Regions from separate parts of the Mus musculus genome. Here region 2 is linked to region 1. A link is a contact called in public Hi-C data. All regions are on one chromosome and are shown on one strand. The core of a region is the stretch at or near the end of the contact, and the rest is flanking DNA. Distances in the headings are between cores, read along the strand shown. Region 1 holds the start of Ptprf (protein tyrosine phosphatase, receptor type, F). Region 2 has its middle 41 kb from the start of Ptprf.

The links. A called contact is a pair of places that touch in the nucleus more often than the background predicts.
Region 2: a contact with region 1 is called in a Hi-C map of the MNK3 cell line, with 2.6 times the contacts expected there. The contact joins the enhancer-like site here to the promoter of Ptprf in region 1. A contact is called at or near these places in 4 of 39 promoter capture datasets (hippocampal neurons, liver and maxillary cranial neural crest), 3 of 15 datasets of contacts at CTCF or cohesin (CD8 T cells, the NIH/3T3 cell line and pro-B cells), 29 of 484 Hi-C or Micro-C datasets (the C2C12 cell line, the HPC-7 cell line, LSK cells and 20 more) and 5 of 115 datasets of contacts at active chromatin or transcription factors (double positive thymocytes, embryonic stem cells, intestinal crypt epithelium and 1 more).

Annotation. Positions count from the first base shown.
Region 1 is chr4:118,287,451-118,295,049 of GRCm38.p6, reverse strand. It overlaps Ptprf (protein tyrosine phosphatase, receptor type, F), which reads left to right and starts at 3,653. Exons shown (of 33, transcript NM_011213.2): 1 at 3,653-3,870.
Region 2 is chr4:118,328,681-118,336,279 of GRCm38.p6, reverse strand. No RefSeq gene overlaps it. Among named protein-coding and RNA genes, the nearest start is that of Ptprf, 41 kb to the right of the region's middle. Within about 2 kb of position 4,204, at least 33 of the 459 cell types and tissues checked have an H3K27ac peak or open chromatin away from gene starts, as enhancers often do. A contact at or near this core is called in the MNK3 cell line, muscle stem cells, myocytes and 4 more, where this site is marked.

The DNA of each region.
Region 1 (7,599 bases), core at 2,404-4,903:
TGGGAACTGACATCTGGCGCTTCCCTCACCCTGCACCCTGGGGCTGGGACACAGCAGACACAGCACTGCTGCCAGGAGACATCACTTGGCCTTCACATATGAGCACAAGGACATGCCTCCCCTCCAGGCCTCGGAGCAGGGCAGCAGGGGCAGGTCTGCATGGACCCTGTGCTCAGAGTTTGACAATCTGGTCTGAGACTTGGCTTTATTTCTTCATATGCCATCTAGTCCCCCCCCCCAAGACTGTTCTCTCATCCTGTGGCCTCAGGGCCTGAGCCTCTGTTTCATTCCCCTGAGTTTGTGGGCAGCCAGGTGCTATACATTCTGAAATTAGACCATAGGGGTCCCAGTGTTCTTCTGCCCAGCCTTCATATGTACTATACCAAATAGGGGCCAAAAAGTAGGTGAGAGATGGGACAGAGACCAATAGTTTGAGAGCCTGAGATGGCTGTGGTGGCCCCAGAATGTAGGTCTGAGTGACCCAAAGCAGAAGCCTAGCTAGTTTAGCAGTGAGTGGGTCTGCCGCCTTCAGCCAGGGGGCGGGGGTGGGGCGGGGCTTCAGCCCTCCTACCTGTGAGTATCACAGCCACTAAACTGGGCAGAGGTACAGGACCACCAAATAAACCTCACATTACTGACATTCAGGGTGGTGAGCAGAAAAGACAGGTGGGCTTCTCTATTCATAAATGCCAAGACCACCGAAGATTGCAGGGTGACTGCCTAAGCCCTGGTGAGGGAAACTTTCTTGACCTGGTCATTCACATCTGGTGGCTCCTTGTGAACAGAAGGGAAAAATATCTTCACTGTTTTTTTAAATTAATTAATTAAATGTATATGAGTACCTTGTAGCTATCTTCAGACACACCAGAAGAGGGCATCGGATTCCATTATAGTTGGTTGTGAGCCACCATGTGGTTGCTGGGAATTGAACTCAGGACCCCTGAAAGAGCAGTCAGTGCTCTTAACCGCTGAGCCCTCTCTCCAGCCCTTCACTGTTTTAATAAATACATTCCAGTCACCTGCTGAGTGTTGGCGCCCTTGTTGGCCACTGGAACAAGGCAGTGGATGAAGCAGACACATCCCTCCTGTCCTTAGAGTCTTAGATGAGGGAAACACAAAGATGTAGATGTGGTGACAACTCAAGGGGACGTAACTCACGAACCCAGCCCAAGTGTGGCTTTCTGGAAGAAGCCAATGTCCCTCAGCAAGTATGAACTCTCTCCAGGTTCAGTAAGTTGAAGGGTGAGTTATCATATAACTATGTACAAGAACATTTAAAAATTGAGTTTGGCTTTGGTTGGGCTAATGTGGAGGTCAGAATTAACCAGTCTCTCCTCATCCCATCTGTGTCTCTGTCTCCTTCACGAAGTTTGCAGGACTGACGACCAATTGGGCAGGAGATCTATATTTCTGGTCCAGTGACTGAGTTTCTTGCCTGAGATGAATGGGGATAGACCTGAGACAGGAATTCTATTTATCTGAGGGACAGCTGAGACATAGCATAGAGAAGGGGCTTAGTCCAAGGAGCTGGAGCTCACACGGGGGCCAAGGGGTGGAAAGAGGCAGGAGAAGGAAAGACCTAGTATTGAGCCGTGGAAATGAAGAGACGACGCGGCCAAGTAATTGGAGAACCCGTGGTCATGGAGGGCAGGCTAGGCCGGTAAAGCCAGGGGAAAGAGCTGTTTCCAGAAGTCAGCGAAAAGGAGGTCGAAAATTATATGTTTTTAAACTGGGGAACTAAACAGTCAGAGTTCTGAAAAACAGACAAAATATATTTAAAGATGGATAAAAAAAAATTGCAGCAGCTCTCCCACAGCACAACAAAATTACCCGTGGGTGAAAAACCACTGCCTTAGGAGTATTCATTTTGATCTATTTGTCATCTGGGCCGAAGTGCCCAGATTCTCGGAAGCCAGGCCTATTGCCTTATCGTACACCAGGGGGCGCACGCGTACTGCTTGTGAATGCAGCTCCAAGACAAAAGCTGCCCTGTGATTTAGGTGTTCCCCTGAACTTGATCCTCAACCCAGATCCCTAAACCTAGCAGGTAACCATTGAGAACCCAGGAGCCTCAATAGTCCCCAGATCTTGTTTTTATTTCTCATCTGATTTTAAATTCTCAGAAAAATCGGAGAGATGCTATGCAGAGACCAGAGCCTTCACAAAGGATCTCACCTGATCCAGGCTGTAGAGGCCAGAAGGGTCTCACCTCTTGTCTTAATGGTGAAGCCTCGTGGTGTGGGATTGGGAACAGAAAATGGCTGGCGTGACCTTGATGACTTTCTAAGTGATAGTTTCACGTGAGGAGCCTGAAGGCTTTGATGCCAAGGCTGGCTCTTGTTTGGAGATCACCAAGTCCCTATAATCACAGCTTGGAATATAAATCTTCAAGCAGGTTATTGGTTTAGTCCCTAGCACTGCACACACTGGACACGGTGGCACGTGCATTTGAATTTGACATGAGGTCAGTGAAGTTCAAATGCAAGTGGATGGTTTCAGGGTGGTGTGGCTGTGGACAAGGAGTCTGGAATTCAATGCTAAGGCGTATACTGAACAGATCTTGAGACCGGGGATCATTCATATCTGCTAGAATTAGTGTAGATGTTGGGATATTGGTTAGCCTCTGGGTGGGGTTGACCTCAGATCAGAGCACAGGGGAAGAGCGGTGTAGAGATAAAGGTCCGTGTGGAGTTTCTGTAAAGCCAGTCCCATCTCAGGTTGCACAATTATTAGAGTTGGATCAGATTATTATACTAAAAGATCACCAAGATGGGAGAGGTATTGAGATCAGTGTCTGTATTAGGGTGTGTTCCCCAACTCCTCTGGTGACCCAGTTCCAATTTTTCTATTGGAATTGAGAGTTTCAGCGTTGGAGTGTTCAGCAATCAAGAGCAGAGGACTTGGGTCTGGTTCCCGGCACCCACACTGGGTTCCTCACACCCTCCTGTAACACCACACGGTGAATATGCATATACAAGCACACACACACACTGGCGTACACACACAAATACATATATAAATAAAAATCTTCTTTAAAAATCAAGAATCCCAGCAGGGAAATGTTCTTGTCTGGGATAGAAATAAAGCAGAGACTAGAACACATGAAAGCACTGGGCTCCGGTGTGAGGCAGCTGCCTTAGCATAGTATTTTCTTCTGTATAAGGGTCTCAATATCTATACCGGACTCCATTCAGACCAAGGGTTGGGGCTGCTATCAATATCAAACTTAGGCCAGGTAGAAGAAATGAAGCCATTTAGTGTTCGAATCTGTAATTGGAGTCCATACACTATAGGCGTTCAGTTAAAAAAAAAATTACTACTTTTTCTGATTGCTAGGCAAATTTTAGGGTCTGGACTCAACATTAGGTTTAAAGGTGGTTCTGGGTTGGATTGGCGGCAGGGGACCCTAGAGAAGTATTACGTACATGTGAGGATTTGGGAGGGTCTGGACTTTTGTGTCTAAGTTTGGTTCTATCCACGCTCGTTCCTGAGGTTTAAGCTCAATTTTGATGTTCCAGGCGGTTTAGACTTGGGGTTGGTCTGCAGCCTCGTTGGGCCTACAGCTCCACTCCTCTACAAGCGAGAGTGCACGAGGGGAGGGGCGGCGCCGGGGACGCGCACGGCAGGGGCAGGGACGCGGGCGCGGGCGGGCGGGCGCGCGCGGCTGGAGCTGGCGCGGGAGCGGTGGCGGCGGCGGCGGCAGAGGCGGCGGCTCCGGCTCCAGCTCCGGCTCCGGCTCCGGCTCCTGCTCGGGCGGCGGTGGAGGTGGCGGTGGCGGGAGCGGGCGACGGCGGCGGCAGCGGCGGACTGAGAACGGCGGCCTCAGCGGCTCGAGGGGGGACATGCAGACCGACGGCCCCCGGAGAGGCGGTGAGTGACCCCCCGAGCCCCCTTCGGGCCCCTCGATGCGCGGCCCTTCCGCGCCATCCCCACCCTGCCCCCGCGTCCGTGGAGCTGAGCCGGGGGCGGGCCCGGGGGCGCCCGGAGGCCGGGCCGCGCCCCCACCTGCCGCGCCCGCGATCTCGTCCGAGCCCCCGCCGCACCTGAGCCGCAGCCCGCACCCCCCGTGCAAAGTTTCCCCGCGCCGGTGGGCGCCCGGTTCCCCATCCGCCGCGGTCGCGCTCCGGGGGCGGCCTTCAGCCTCCCCCGCCGGCCCCGGGCGGGTCCAGGCCGCCTCCCCCGTCCCACGGCGCCCCCTCCCCGCCGGCGGAAGAGCCGCAGCCGACGCCGGGTCTCGCGGGCAACCGGGCGCACGTGCGGCCCCGGGACGAGCGGGGCGTGAGTTGCGAGCCCCCCTTCCCTGGTCTCCGTACGGAGCGCGGCCCGGGGAGGGGCCGGCCGGGCGGTCCCAACCCCCACCTCGAGCGGCGCCCTCGAGGCCCCAGAGCGGCTCGTCCCGGGAGGACGGGTGCGCTCGGACCCGCTCCGAAAGTTCACTCAGTCGCCTCCCGGCGTCCCGCCCCGTCCCGTCCCGTTCGGGTGTGCCTGGTCCCCAGTCTCTGCGCCCGGGTTTTCGTCTCGGCGCCTTTCTCGGTTTCCCTAGGTGTCTCCGGCTCCCTGTGTCGCTCACTGCCTCCCGATCTTCCTCCCTGCGGTCTCAGCTTGTCCAGCCGTGGGTTTCTCTCCCTTTCCAGTCTCTGTTTCTCTCCCCGAGTATCGGGTTCTTTCTCCCTGGTCTTCCTGTCCTCTTTCCCCAGGTCTCCGTGTTCCCTTTCTTCAGGTCTCCCTGTTCCCTCTCCCAGGTTTCCATGTTCCCTCTCCCCGAGTCTCCGTGTTCCTTCTCCCCGGGTCTCCCTGTTCCCTCTCCCCGGGCCTCTGTGCCTCCATGTCTCTGTAGCTCCCTCCTTAGGTGTCTCTCTGCTTGGTGTCTCTGAATCCCCCTCTGTCAGGCCCCCTCCCCCACGTCTCCGGAATGCGGCCCCTCTGGTTCTTCTTACCCCGGGAGGGGGAGGGGCTAGCCCTTCTCCCCATTTCTCCCCCTCCCTCTGCAGGGCCCCTGAGTTGGAGCAGGTGGGGTGGGAGCTCTACCTGCCAGTAGCTGTGGAATGGGAGGGAGGACCACCCTGAGAGCAGCCAGGGCCGGCCTGGGGATGCTGGATAACCAAGGGCTGTTGTTGAGGAAGACTCCACTTGTGCTGCTGAAGGGCCCAGGGTGGCATCCTGAGTGACCCGGTGCTGGCTCTGGCCTGGGAATACGGGGAAGTATTTTCTGGTTGGTAGGCCTGGGGAAGGAAGGACAGTCAGTGGTAGTTCCTGGATGAAGGGCCCAGTCTGGGATCCTCTGGGAGGTACCAGGAACCTGATAGGATCCAGGGGAGAGGTCTGACAGGAAATCGGGGGCCGGGCAGGGGGGGGGTATTCTGTTTTGGCTCCGTTTTAACTCTTGCTTCAGGGAGCGTGAAAATCCCTGTTTTTACAGATTATGTGGATATGCCTAGGGCTCCAACGACTCTTTAAGAACAAGCCTTCACTCTCAGCTAGGGCTCAGGCCACATACCCCATAGGCCCCACCTTCCCACCTGCCTTCTGGGTCTCAGCTCACCCTCCATTCTGCCAGTGCACTTCACAGTCCCTGGAAGGAGGAGCCCTCCTGCAGAAACCCGCTGTGCTTGCACACAGGGCACACCTGTCTGTGCGTGCGCCCTGCACACTCAGCCTCAGGCCTTGCTGCACACATGCTTTCTTGCACTTTCTAATACAGTTCCTTCATGGTTTTGTTTCCCTTGAGTCACCATGGTCCTCTTCCCTTCCTCTAATGGGGACAGTTTTAATAGGATCCTTCTCTTCTCGCAGCCGCATCCCCTTCCCTCTGTCCAGGCCCATGTGTTTAGGGCTATGGGAAGAGGACTTTAGTTCTGGGTGCCAGAGAAGCAGTTTGCTGGGGGTGGGGTGAGGTGAACTGCAGCAAGGCTAGGCTGGCTGGAAACCTTGCCTTGTGAGTTGTATTGATGTGTAGCAAGATACTGTTCCCGGTGCTTTGTGCTGTCTCTATACTTCTTCCCAGTCACCTGTACTAGAGTCAGTTTGAGGACCTCAGTGGGAGGAGGTAGCCCCCAGCCTGAACAACCTCTGCGCTCCAGCGTGACAGGGCAAGATCTCTTTGCGGGTCTTAGGTTCAGTCCCCTGTAGAAAGATAATCGAGACTAGGGTGGGCCTCAGGGCTGCTATGAGAAGCCGAGAGAACTGTGCAGCTGTGGGAGTGAGCAGGCACTTCGTGGGGAAGGAAAAGAGAGTCAGTAACCTGTTATTGATTGCTGTCTGTGTGCCAGGCACAGGCCTAGGCACTTTGGGCCTGGCAGTCTTGCTTCCTGTGGGACTAGCAGCTGTGTAGAAAGGGAAGCCTCTCTTAGCAGCTGCTGAGGTGGGTGACAAAATCAACTGTCACTCCAAGCCCAAGCGAGAGGATTGGAGCAGTTCCTGTGTGACAGGGCAGAGTTGCAGGTTCAGTGTGAGACGAGTCTCAGAGACTACGGATGGGCTCTCTGAAGTGGGCTTTGACAGATCAGTAGGAGTTTGCCAGCTGAAAAAGAGAAAGGATGCTTTGGATGGAGGGAAGGGAATTAATATCAGCAGCATTGAAAATAATGCAGTGGCAGGCCTTACCTTGCAGGCTGGAGGCCCTGGATTCAGTTCCCGGCACTGCACAATTAATTAATTAGTTAATTAAAAAGTTTAGATGGTATGAGTAAAGATGGAGAGATGTTATCTTTTGTGGTGTGTTCGGAGACATAGCAGCTCACGGAACCTTGGATGTTCTGTGAGGTACTTGTACAAGACTTCTGAAACCCCAGAGGGGAGAGGCTAGGAACTTAAGGCTTGGGTGGAGACCGTGGGTCATGCTACAGCCGATTTCTTTCCTAGAAGATGGTTCTGGGCTATGGAAAGTTCTGGGTGGAGATGGTATTCCAAGTGAGAAAGAAGGATGGCGCCTGCAGAAAGTCAGGTGAGAGAAAGCTAGTTTGACAGGGAGGAGCAGCAGGCCATGGAGAAAGCACATTTGACAGGACAGGGTGGTGGGTGGGATGTGGAGGGAGGGAGGAGCCCAGGCTTTGCTGAAGTCCCTGAAGTAGGGCCTGGGGAGGAAAGGCAAAGGCCAGGTGGATGTTGAGCTCAGGCCCCGTGGGTTGTCTTTGAAGCACTTGAGTTTTGGTGAAGGTGCAGCTCCTACAACAGGATTTGGTCTGAAGATAATGTCTAAGCCAAAGAAGGACATCCGGAGTTCATGAGGGCTAGGAGTGACTTCTCTCAAGCAAGACAGCTGTCAGTAGTGGCCAGGAGCCCACATTATTAACAGCTGGAGTTCGACTTGACCTTGAACAACTTGCTAGCCATCTCTGAACCTCATGTCTCAAACGAGCATGAGAAAACTGCATGCCCCGTCGGGTTGTTAGGCAGATTAAAGGTAAGCACGGGGTGTTTGGGCCAGGGCCTCACGCCCTGTATGGGCTGCTCAGTGGTAGCAGTTGTTTTGATGTTTCTTCTGAAAATAAACTCTTCCATCAGAATCCATCACTAAGTCACAGAGTTGTCTTTGGAAGCGCACACTGTCCAGACAAAGGCATCTGCATGGCTGCCCTGGGCTGGGGCTTTACAGGTGGG
Region 2 (7,599 bases), core at 2,955-5,454, 41 kb before region 1:
TTTTTTTTTGCAGAGAAGGGTTTCTCTGTGTAGGCCTAACTGTCCTGGAACTTGATCTGTAAACAGATGGGCCTCAAACTCAAGAGATCTACCTGTAGAGCCCTCCCAACGGCAGGGATTAAAGGTGTGGGCCACCACACCCTGCTCCCCAGTTTGACTTAAGTGTACACAGGTGTGATTATCTTTGTATTTATCCAGCTAGAAAATTTCTGAGGTAAATGGATCTGGGGTTAGTATAAAATTAAAATAAAATTTAAAGCATTTTGGGGCAACACTTCTTTAAATAGGCTTCAGACATTCTGTCCCATCCTACTTCCCTCTGTGGGTTCCAGCTGCAAGGATGTCAGCTCTTGACCCTTAGCTCACACTTCTCTGATGAGTTTTAACCTCTGTGTTTTCTCCCCCACCTCCGCTTTAGTTTAGATCAGACTGTGTTGTTATATTCCATGATCTTTTATTTGTGTGTATCTAATATGCTTGATTTTTGTACTAATTTTCACAGATTCCTAGCAACTGGACATATCCATGGAGGTCACTTGACATTTGAATACATGCCTGCATCGTGCGACCGTCAGATCAGAGTGTGTGATGTATCTGTGTCCTCAAGGACCTATCATTTATTCGTTAGAAACACCTGAAATCTTCTCTACTAGCTAAAGTGAAATCTATAATCATATGTCCATCACAGTGATTAGAGTGTGCTTTAGGACATTGGATATTCTTCATCTGATTCGCCTGCATCCCTATGCTTGTTAACCACCAGTGCCCCGTTCCTCTCCCATACCCTTTCCCAGGGCCTGAGTAACTGCTGCTGTTGGGATGCAGGAATCGCCACTCAGACCAAACGCTGACCTCAGTTAAGCAAGAATGATTTATTGAATGCACACCATAAAAAAGGACTGCGGTCCTAGTCTGCTCTCTGGGCAGGCTCTTTTCAGAGGAAAAACCAGGTTCACAAGTTTAAATGAATGGACAGGAGGTAACAGTTGGCCAAGTGTTATCAGCTAACCTTTAGGCTGCCTGGTCCTGAGTAAGGTAAGGGTGGTGGTGACCAGGGGATTTCAGAACACTGAGATAACAGAGCATGAGTATTATAATCATAACCTTTTGGCTTATTAGTGTAGTAGCATTCTTCAGTGTCAGCCACAAAAACCACAGTGAGCTCATTACGTACGCGCAGGAAGGGCTGCCCGGTGGTCAGCGCTGACTCAAGCCGTTTTAGACAGAACACTTCATACTGACCTTTGATTTGGTGGGTCCTATGTAAAGCTTCGTGGAGTTCCTTAAGATTAGCAAACTTCACCCAGAACATACAGAACAAAACAGGGTATACAGTCAGCACGTTGTCCTTGAGTCAGGTCACTTCTCTGTGTCAATGACTGGCAGGCATGTTACAGCGACTTTATGAAATAGCTGGTGAGCATGCCACAAAATCGCTGCAGCTATTCTGGGGTTGGGGGCAGTGTCAGACCATAACTGCTACCAGTCTGGCTGCTGTGCTTTGTGGGTTTGTTTTTGTCTTTGTGTGTATGGGTGTGTGCCTGCGTGTATGCCTGTGCAACATTAACATTAGCATGCATAGCGCCCATGGGAGCCAGAATTGAGACATCAGATGCCCTGGGACTGGAGTTACAGACAGATATGAGCTATCATGTGGTTGCTGAGAATCTAATCCTGGACCTTTGGAAGAGCAGCCAGTGCTCTTCCAAAACTGATACACCAACTCTCCAGCCCCTATTTTGTCTTGTTTTTGAGACAGGGTGTCCTGTAGCCTGGGCTAGCCCCAAACTATGTAGTCAAAGATGATCTTAGACTCTTGAGCCTTCTGCTTCTGCCATCTAAATGCTGAGAATACAGCCATGCACAGCACACCCCGGTCAATTTGTTTGTTCTTAATAGTTCATAGACTACAGGGTTTAGCTTCTTTAAAGGCAAAGTTCAATTATTTACAGCATTTTGTTAAGATTGAAACAGTCGGGGCTGGTGAGATGGCTCAGTGGGTAAGAGCACCCGACTGCTCTTCCGAAGGTCCGAAGTTCAAATCCCAGCAACCACATGGTGGCTCACAACCATCCGTAACGAGATCTGAAGCCCTCTTCTGGAGTGTCTGAAGACAGCTACAGTGTACTTACATATAATAAATAAATAAATCTTTAAAAAAAAAAAGATTGAAACAGTCGTCCCTGTGTACATCCAGGGCATCCATCATCTGGAAGCCACAGCCATCACTGGTCACATTCAAGCTGCTTTCACACACACACACACACACACACACACACACACACACACACACACACACACACACACACACACGCACATGCACACACACATGCACACGCACAAGCACACGCGCACAAACTTGTTTATGTTATAGTGACTTCAGTATCTTTCTTCCCCAACCTGCACGGCACCACAGCTCCAGCATCTGCATTTGTCGAGTCCATGGAATTCAGTGGGATGTGCATGAAGCATGGAGATGAGGTGTACACATGGAAGTCACAGGAAGATGTTGAGTGTACTGCTTTATCATGCTCTGCCTTAGTCCTTGAGATGAGGCCCCTTCTTGTAACTAGAGCTAGACTGGCAGCCAGAAAGCTGCTGAGGTCCTCCTGTCTTCCCGCACTACAGCTCTGGAGTTGCCAGAACGCACACATCCAACTTTTTATCTCCTTTATGTTTATTTAATGTGTAGGGGTGTTTTGCCTACATGTATGTCATATTCGTGCAATGGCCAAGGAGCCCAGGACAGCCATCAGATCCTGGGTACTGGGGTTAGAGATGGCTGTGAGACACCATGTGGATGCTGGTAATCAAACCTGGGTCATCTGGAAGAGCATCCAGGGTTCCTAAGCACTGAGCCATCTCTCTAGTCTCTCTCTCTCTCTCTCTCTCTCTCTCTCTCTCTCTCTCTCTCTCTCTCTCTCTCACACACACACACACACACACACACACACACACACACACACACACACACACACACACACATATATATATATTTGACAACAGGTCTCTCACTGAACCTGGGGTTTATCATTTCAGCTAGACTACTGGCTAGCAAGTCCCTGGGATTTGGGATCTGCCTGGGTCTGCCACCGCCCCCAAGCTCACCAATGCTGGGATTACAGGCTCTATGCTACCCTGTCTGCCTTCTACATACGTTCTGGGGAGATCAAACTCAGGTCGCCATGGTTGCACGGCCAACACTTTACCCACTAAGCTGTTTCCCCAGCCCAAATCTTAAAATTTGGTGAAGTCCAATTTGCCTATTTCTTATCTGGTTGCTTTTTCTTTAGATGGTATATCTAATAAGCTCTTGCTTAAAGCAGGCTCATAAAGATTTAGCTGCATATTTTTTCTAAGCATTCTATAGTTTTGACTCTCACATTTAAATCTGGTCCATTTTGAGTTGATATTTGTACAAGGTGTCCAATGGGAGATCTCAACTCTTTTCTTTCCAGGTGGGTGGATAATTACCCATCATTGTTTGTCAAAGGAGTGTTCTTTCTTAACATCTTTGCTGAGAACCAACTGACCACAGAACCTCCCTTTTATCCTAGCATTTATTCTATTTTTTAAAAAAGATTTGTTTATGTAAGTACACTGTAGCTGTCTTCAGACATTCCAGAAGAGAGCGTCAGATCTCATTACGGATGGTTGTGAGCCACCATGTGGTTGCTGGGATTTGAACTCAGGACCTTTGGAAGAGTAGTCAGTGCTCTTACCTGCTGAGCCATCTCACCAGCCCCTAGCATTTATTCTAAATGGCTACCTCTGTGCTGTGCCATACTGTGCCAATTACCATAGCTTTCCAGTATATTTTGATTTTAAAAAATATATGGCTTGTCACATAGCTATTCAATAAATTCTGAACCTGCAAAGGTACACAAATATGTCCATCTATGTTAATGACATAGCTTGATCATAATACTTGACCGGGGGACTCTCTATAAAGAATTTAATGACACAGCTGATTTACACACAGAGAAATAGCTGTGAAACTTGTGCATGGAAGGATATCCAGTGGCTACCTACTCCAAGGTTTGTTTTACACACTGGAGAGGCAGATTCTATAGAGACAGGCGAACAGAGATGACCTTGAAAAGGGCCACTTTGACATTTCTGTGGTCCAATCTCTCTTCCTCACCTCATTCAATGCCTCATTTCCCTTCAGTGAAGGGATTGTATTGGTTCTCTCTGGTCTAAAGTCCTGAGATTCCATTGTGTTGCTCACAGTGACACAGCTGGCCCAAGGCAAAGCACGAGCCAAGAATGTGTGACAGCTAAACATTTTACTGTTTCCAGGAAGATGAAGCATAAAATAGACAGACCACAGTATTAACCACAACAAAACCCTTGGGCCAAGAAACAGGGCATGGAAATGCTCGAGTGTCATGTTTACAGAGCAGAGCTAACATTTCCAGTAGAATAGCTCTCGGACTAAAGTTGCTTCTCAGTGCAAGATACCTCCTTAACCCCAAATTGCTTTTTACCCCAAGATCGCTCCCTAGTCCAAAGGCTATTGGGATCCTGGGAAAGCTTCTCCCTGAAGGTGTAAGGTCAGACGAGCTGCTCAAGAAACAGAACAACGATAAACTGTTTTGTGGCATGAAAGAGCTTCCCTCCGGCAGGTCCAGTCGTAGAAACAGTGTAGCCCAAGCGTGGAAAGCCACAGAGAGCCACCTTTATGCTGCTTCTCCGGCACAGAGCTGTAGAGGTAGCCAAGGAGAGGCTGGGTCTAGGCAGCTACTTTTAAATGAGTTCCTTCGTTTTTGTTTTTATTTTATTTACTACTTGTGGAGTGTGTGTGTGTGTGTGTGTGTGTGTGTGTGTGTGTGTGTGTGTGTGTGTGTGTATTCCAATTGGCATGTGCCATGGTATGCATGTGGAGAGCAGCTTTTAGGAGTGCTTCGATCATGAGTTCCAAGCATCGGAACTTTCATCATTAGGCTTCAGAACACCTTCGCTGGCTGAGCCAACTGGCTTGCCCTAACTCTGTGGATTTTTTTTTTTTTTATGGTGAGGGACATGCCTCACTATTCCACATATCTCTAGAAATCCTCTGTATTGCAATAGCTTGAATGCAGAACTTGATTCATACCGCACAGGGAAGACAGCTAAGACCCAACATGATGAAGGACTTCCCTGGAGAGACAGCTTAAAGAAGCTAGCCCTGAGGTGTGGCATCTGGCTGTATAACCTAGACCACACTGCTCCATGGTCTCTGCTGACAGACACCAGCTTTCGAAGGCACTGAGACAGTCAGTCAAGAAGGCTGAATCCTGACCCCGTAATGTGCCCTGTCTGCTGTGTCCTGCCTGGTCCTCACCGCAGAGAGGAGACGAGGCTGGGTTAGAGTCCAGTCTGAACCATTCCTGGAAATGGTCCTCCTGGGCCACTCCAGATTCAAGGGACTCAACTTTCTACAGGAAAGTGAGAAGAGAGGACGGTTGGCTGTTTGTCTGTCTGCTGAATGACACACTTATGCTCTCCTTAAAGTAACAAGAGAAGGAGCACTCTCCACCATCACCCCTATCCCCTATCCTCCACCTCTCCCACCCTTCCTCCAATACACTGGGATAAAGGAACAGTATTCCAAGAGGCCCCGACAAAGGACTTCGTAGAGATCTTTGTCACATTGTAACAAAAGTATTTTGGAAATCTCTGAAAAAGGCCTTGGTTCTTAGCTCGGTGGTAGAGCCTTAGCCAGCATGCATGAGTTCCCCGGATTTAGTTGCCAGTACAACAAAAAAGAAAGAGGAAGAAGGAAGGAAAGAAGGGAGGGAAGGACAGGGGGAGGGAGGGAGGGAGGGAGGGAGGGAGGGAGGGAGGGAGGGAGGGAGGGAGGGAGGCAGGGAGGGAGGGTAGGAAGAAAGGAGGAAGACAAATGCAAAGGAAAGCTGTCCATCTCTGATATTTCTGTTGGCGATTGCAGGCTCCGTTGCTTTAGGTCTGAGGCAAGGCTGACTATCCGGATGCTGAGACCCTGTGTACAGGCACGTCCCAAAGCAGCTCATGTCAGGGTGGCCAGAAAGCCCACAGAGAGCTTTTGATGGATATTCTGAAATCATTAAGTAGGAGCTCTCCAACTTGGTCCTTCTCCAAGACGATTGATTGGTTACTGGGATCCTTTTTAGGATAAGGGCTGGAGCGATGACTCAGAGGCTGGGAGTGCTGGCTGCTCTTCCAGAGGTCCTGAGTTCAATTCCCAGCAACCACATCGTGGCTCACAACCATCTGTAATGAGATCTGGTGCCCTCTTCTGGCACAGGCATACATGCAGGCAGAATGCTGTATGCATAATAAATAAATATATTGTTTCTAAAAAAGGACAAATAAATAAATCTTAGGATAATCATGCCAATTTCTGAAGAAGAGATACTTAGAATTTTGATAGGGATTCGATGGATTAAATTTAGAGACTAGTGAGATCTTAATATTGGGTTTTTCCAACCACAGAAACAGTATCTTCCTATTGACTTGGATATCTTCCTCTCAACAGTATTTTGTCAATATAGAAGTCGTGGACATCTTTTGTCAAATTTATATGAATTATTCATTTTGATTCTACTGAAGAAAAATGGTTTGCTTTTTTAAGGATGTACTTTGATATATATTTTATGTGTACAAGTGGTGTTTTGCCTGCATGTATGTATATATACCATGTATGTGCTGACCCCTGGAAATGGAGTTACAAGTGGTTGTGAATGGGGCTGGCGAGATGGTTCAGTGGTTAAGAGCACTGACTGCTCTTCCGAAGGTCCTCAGTTCAAATCCCAGCAACCACATGGTGACTCACAACCATCCGTAACGAGATCTGACGCCCTCTTCTAGGGTGCCTGAAGACAGCTACAGCGTACTTACATATAGTAGATGAATGGATCTCTGGGCCAGAGCCAGCAGGGTCAGAAAGAAAAAACCAAAACAAAACAAAACATAACCCCCCAAATTGTTGTGAACCCCCTTGTGGGTGCTAGAAATCAAACCCAGGCCCTCAAGTGCTCTCACCATTGAGCCATCCCTCCAACCCCTAGAGTTGGTTTTTAAATTCCATTTTCAGAATTCATCACTAACATATAGAAAGAGCTGATTTGGGCCCCGTGAGATGGCTCAGCAAGCACTTGCTGCTCTTGCAGAGGACGCAGGCCGAGTTCCTAGCACCCACATTAGGTGGCTCCCAACTGCCCATTACTTCAGCTTCAAGGGCTCCAGATCCCTCTGGGGCTCCACAGGCACCGATGCAGTATGCACTCAAACAGACACACATGCACATAAATAAATAGATATTTTAAAACTATTGACGATTTTCTATTCATGCCTATGAGATGTATTGGCTCTGTAGGATTTTGTTTTTGTTTTGTTGGTTTGTTTGTTTGCTTGCTTGCTTGTTTTCTTGATAACTTTGTTTGGTACCAGAAGACCTGGGTTCAATTCCAGCACCCACATGACAGCTCACAATTGTCTATAACTCCAGTCAGTCCCAAGGAATCTGATGCCCTCTCTAAGCACTGCACACATGTGGCACACAGACATCCATTCAGGCAAACATTCACACACATAAAATAAAATAAATAAAATCTCAAAAAAAATAAAGTGTCCGAC